Regions from separate parts of the Zea mays genome. Here region 2 is linked to region 1. A link is a contact called in public Hi-C data. All regions are on one chromosome and are shown on one strand. The core of a region is the stretch at or near the end of the contact, and the rest is flanking DNA. Distances in the headings are between cores, read along the strand shown. Region 1 holds the start of LOC100191604. Region 2 holds the start of LOC103627501 (ethylene-responsive transcription factor ERF038).

Evidence for each region. A called contact is a pair of places that touch in the nucleus more often than the background predicts.
Region 2: a Hi-C map of tassel shows a contact between it and region 1, with 2.8 times the contacts expected there. The contact joins the promoter of LOC103627501 here to the promoter of LOC100191604 in region 1. A contact is called at or near these places in 3 of 25 Hi-C or Micro-C datasets (ear, leaf and tassel).

What each region holds. Positions count from the first base shown.
Region 1 is chr5:195,817,839-195,820,584 of Zm-B73-REFERENCE-NAM-5.0, forward strand. It overlaps LOC100191604, which reads right to left and starts at 1,455. Exons shown (of 10, transcript NM_001367112.1): 1 at 1,170-1,455; 2 at 481-548. The coding sequence starts at 1,282.
Region 2 is chr5:196,107,350-196,110,102 of Zm-B73-REFERENCE-NAM-5.0, forward strand. LOC103627501 (ethylene-responsive transcription factor ERF038) reads left to right here and starts at 1,423. Exons shown (of 1, transcript XM_008647788.4): 1 at 1,423-2,753. The coding sequence starts at 1,606. The coding sequence ends at 2,439. It overlaps LOC100216704 (putative dnaJ chaperone family protein), which reads left to right. Exons shown (of 8, transcript NM_001143109.1): 8 at 1-410. The coding sequence ends at 77.

The DNA of each region.
Region 1 (2,746 bases), core at 205-2,704:
TGCCAACAGGAACAGCTTGAAAGAAACTTTCTTTTCTTTTCTGGTTGCTCCCTTATTTTGATCCCTGGTGTGATCGTAACTTTCATCTAAAAGTGTTGGTGTTTGTATGAATTGCACCTAGCCAATATGGTTTTGGGGGCATCGCCTAGGCATTGAGGCATACCCCATCCACCACAGGACACCACAAGGTTTTAGCCTCCCTCCCTCCCTCTCTCTCTCTCTTAATGTAATGAGACACAACTCTCCTGCATGTTTGAGAAAAAAAATCAATGCATCAAGCCATCAACCAAGCACCTCAGGTGTAAAGGCCAGACGCCACTTGAAATCAAATGCATGAGTAAACGGATTGGTAATTGTGATATGCTAAGTTGTCCAATTGGCATTTGAAAAAGTACAATACAATGGACGCTGGTAGATATAAAATTCACAGCTCATGAGATACTGTCAATAAAAATTGGAGAACACAATGAGAGAGCTTACAATGAACTATAACTTTGTCTGAGAGCAGTTTACCAAACTGCTCAGCTCCAAACTTCCAATCTGCTGTGCTGTACAACAAAATAATGAGTAAGGATCAATACATTGGCCGAAACAACTAAACTGCTACGGTGCTACCTGTACCAAACAAGGCATAAAAAGATCACTAATATATAGCCCAAATGCATATACATGATGTGAATGCACCGAAATTTTACCAAACCGTGTTTCATTTTGGTACTACTCTATTTAGTTATTCTGAATCCATCAGCATGGGAATGGGCATACTTTAGCGTGGCTAGTTGGAACTGCCAACCTGCCCATTGCAGATCTCATGGCGTCACCGCACGAGACACCCCGATTCGTTAAGAGCACATTTTGCGTCTTCAAACCACTAGTTTACCTTATTCATTCAGAAAAACATAGGAAACTTGAAGCAACGATCATCCCGGAAAGGCGGAAACTACTTTTGCAACCCCGCGCCGCAGCGAGGAATTAATCCAGATGATGGTCAGAGCAATCAGAGAACTAACCAGAAAAAAAAACTCAACGTTCTCGAAACAACCAAAATATTTTCCCCGCGTGAAAAAAGCGTACGGCAATAAGTTTTCTCGGAGCAATTAAGAACTGAACTCGATCAATTACGCCGCTAAATGGAAGGAAAATCAGCTAAACAAAGGAAGCGGCCGAACCTCCCGACGATCCCGTGGACCATGATCACCAGATGGTCGGGCCCGCCGTCGGCTTCCGCCAACCCCTTCTCGGCCACCGCCTCCCGCCAGTCTCCTCCTCCCAGGTCACCCATTCACGGAGTCACCCCACCTCGCAGAGGCGGCGCACCTGCGGAAAGGCTTGTGGGTAGGGAGCGCGGAAGGGGAGCTCGAGCAGGGCAGAGGAGGGCGACGGGAAAGGGGAAGGTGTCTTTATAAGGGCGGTGGGTTTGGTTTGGCGACTCGCGACGCGGATGCCAGACTCCGGAGGCGAAACGAAGCTGACAACGGGAGGAGGAAACGGCCGTTTGGGGAGAGCGGATTGGGATTGCTGTGGTGTGGGGCTGTGGGCTCTGGTTGGAGGTTGACAGCTGACAGGTGGGGCTCGCGGCAGGCCAAGGTCCAAGGGGAGGCCATCTGTCAGCTCGTTTGGTCTGGTCTCTAGGAAGGGAAGGCCTGTGCGTCCAACCACCGACCCGGCCAACCACCGACCCGCTGGAGGTTTGATGAGATGACCGTGGCATTACATGACTGGTCACGCAAAGGGGTTACTGAAAAAGTGAAAAGAAATGTTTTTAAGAGAAAAACCGACATGTTAAACTGGTAAATAAAAACAATCTACAACAATACACCAACAACAAACTGACAAACACCTAGAACATTTACAACTCAATTTAATGTGGGTCTCTTAGGTACTAGTCTTTAGACCATCTCCAAGTGCAGGACCCAAATTAGAAGATGCAAACAGTCGTTTGAGTCTAAAGCCCAAAAATCCATATACGATGCCTCCAACTGTAAAACCAATCCGCCGAGGATAGTTTGCTTCGCGCGTTTGTAGGGAGGGCGGTTGTCGCCGCCACCCTGCGCTGGCACCTGCAGTCGCAACATACCCGCTGCACCACCGAGTCCCAGCACCCTACACCGCCGTGCCGTGCGTCACTGCGCCACCAAGCCTTTGTGTTGCCGACAGTTGCTTCCAAAAGCAGTTCAGCAGAGGTAATAATCCATGTGTCACATTCCTAATCAACCTAATGTGATCTTCAATTTGATGGGTATCATCATCTCTTTCACATGGGTCTTTCTTCGATCTATTCTATTTTGATGCTTTGACTCCCTAGTGTGTCGTCAATGGATTTGGAATTGAATGATTGATTTAGGTTGGTCGAGAATAGGTTGAAGATGATGAGCTGGTGAACTGATCTGGTCTCTCTGTTTAAGAAGTTGCAAAGCTGAATGGATGGGCGGTGCGTGACGATTGTTTGAAGCGCCAAGTTCAGTTTTCATCCATTGAGACTATGGCAAATTATATGGTGCACGATTTCCTTAGACTCTCTGATCATGGAAGTTCTAGCGAGGAAGAAGAAGTTGCTGCCATAGTGAGTAGAAGATTGGGCACGAAGAAAAGAAGAGTAGGTTCTGTGTTCGGGCACCACGTGGTCTATCGTGATCGACAAATGGGTCACATTAGATTATACAATGACTACTTTGTTGATCAGTCTGTGTACCCCGATGAGCTTTTTCGCAGACGGTACGTGTTGGTAAAAACTAGATTGCTAATA
Region 2 (2,753 bases), core at 173-2,672, 290 kb after region 1:
AGCAGAAGAAGCAGGAAGCCTACGATGAAGACGAGGAGGAGGATGCTCAACCAAGGGTGCAATGTGCCCAGCAGTAAAATCCGTGTTCGTTGGAACTGTTCTCCAAAAGTTTCAGCAGGATTTTTTATCCATCTGATCATCTCGATTCTTTTTGGCAAAAATATAATCGTTTTATAAACTTTAAACTGTTAGTTCCATCCTAGTGTCAGGGAAAAAATGAGAGCCCGGAATGGCATGTTCCTTGTTTGAACTGCAATGCGTGATTGGTGTTAGTTAAGCTCTGCTCCATGTTATTTTGTTGTACCCGTGAAAAAGGTATCATGTTCATGGTGTGCTACTATTTTTGATGTGTAAGAAACATTGAGCTTGCTGGTAGTGATGATTTGTGATGCACCCTGGGGTGCTGGCTCAAAAGGTCGTTTCTGCCTGCCGCTGTCTTTTGGAAGAGAACCGCAGGGGAGGGGGGAGGTGTTTTATTAATCTGGGAATCGTCTGGAACCGGACGGGGCGTCTGTGTGCACTTCGTTTGATGATGATGATGATGGTTTGGCTGTTTTGGAGTCCGTGTTCTTCTGTTTGATGATAGTTTGGCTATTTTGACATGTGCCCCCCGCCATTTTGGTTGCCCTATCGTCATATCGTGCTACTGTTATCGACCCCGCCTGATCTGCCAGGTGGCTGCTAGAACAGCTGCGTTCTTTTTCGGCTGCTTTTTTTTCGGGTGGTGGAAAGGGGGAATCTTGCTGCTCGAGATGTGACGTTTGCGGATCACGACGGGGCGGTGGTGGACTGTTGATTCGTCTCGACGATTGGTGCAAGACTTGATGCAGCTTGCTCGAAAAACGCAATCCAGGCGGGTTCCTCACGTGGGACTGACCTGACCTTACGCGATAGTTTTTCTATTGCTACGCGTTTCACTTTGTGAATTTTCTCGGGCAGCACGTGCACGCTGTTCCCCCTTGCCGTTTGCGTGTCCCTTTTTTAGCCGCAGCTGCACCGCCACCTCTCCAGACTCCAGTCGATACGAGTCTCGGCCTAGCTTGCACGCACGCACGCACGTAACGTCTAGTGGTTGAGACGCGACTTTTCTATGTGCGATCGCCTGTCTAAAACCCCTTCGTGCCGCACTAAACAAACAGAATAAAATCGTCTGGACAGATGTTTATACAATTGGTCAATTTCAGCAGCATCACACTGCCACAAATCGTCTGCCCAGTGGCCCATAGCGCATTTCATTATACACTGACGGTCCTGACGGTTGCATACCACTTGCAAGTAATGTAACACAGAGCTTCAGAAATGGAATTTGTCAGTTTTTTTTTTCTATTCAGTTAAGGACCTGCTAACTAACCCTGCAGCCTATACGATGACAGACTCACCAACTTTGTCGCTACCCGGTGCTGGTGTGGTGCCTGGTGGGTGTACACCGTAGCTGTATTACTGTAGTGGTGGAGGTGGCGTTTAGCAGCACACAAGCTTGAGTTGAGCGCTCGAGCTATTTATGCCCGGTAACCGGAAGCGCTCTCCTCCGCACAGCACCGCTTCCACGGCCCCCGGGTGCAGTGTGCCCCCCTGCCTTGTCTCGTAGCTCTCTAAGAAAGAGCCATGGAAGCTGACGCACTACTCCATGCGCCCATGACTTCCTCTTCCTCCTCTTCTTCCTCCTCCTCCGACTCCGTCGGCGGCTCGTGCGTCGTCAATGGCGCGCAGGAGCTACCGTCCAATACCGGCAAGCCGCACAAGAACGTGAAACGGAAGAGAACCGCGTCCCCGTCCGCTGCTCCAGGTGGCGGCGTGGCGCCGGCGCCGCCCGAGGCCGCCATAGCGGACGACGACTGCGGCGGCCGGCGGCGCAAGAGGGGGAGCGCCGGCACCAGGCACCCGACGTTCCGCGGCGTGCGCATGCGCGTCTGGGGCAAGTGGGTGTCCGAGATCAGGGAGCCGCGCAAGAAGTCGCGCATCTGGCTCGGCACGTTCCCGACCGCCGAGATGGCCGCGCGCGCCCACGACGTGGCGGCGCTTGCCATCAAGGGCCGCGGCGCGCACCTCAACTTCCCGCACCTCGCGCACGACCTCCCTCGCCCGGCGTCCACCTCGCCCGCCGACATCCAGGCCGCGGCAGCCAAGGCTGCTGCCGCCGCCGCCGATGCCGACGTAGAGGTAGAGCAATGCGAGTCCTCCCATGCGGTCGAGACGCCATCGTCGTCAGCCGCCAGTTCGGAGGAGGTCGCCGCGGCCAGCAACGCGGAGGAGATGAGCGTGCTGTTCGACTTGCCCGACCTTCTGATGGACCTGAGCGACGGCCTCTGGTCACCCATCTGGGCGGCAGCTCCGGCGGCGGTCGAAGAATACGACGGCGGCGACAGCCTGAGCGAGCCGCTTCTGTGGGCCCACGAACACTGCTGGCTGGACGCCGCCGCGCCGGTGCAGCCGGACTAGCCGTTCCGTTCGGACGCACCGGCCGTCAACTGCCGGTGGTTGCCTGAAACGGACGACCGATGCCACGTGCTTTTTGCTTCGTGTGTGCGTTGTGCAGGCTAGAGAGATAGAAACGCATGGTTTCCTGTGCCCTGTGTGGTCTCCGGATGGCAAGTCGTTGTAGGATGCGGTGAAACAGTGGCTTGCCTACTTGCCTGTATGAACACACACTTATATATATTGGTTTCTAATGACTTTGGCCAAATTACAGTTGTATATGGTTGAGTACTTGGCTTCTATTGTCAGTACGTACTGAATGTATGTATATTGTAATG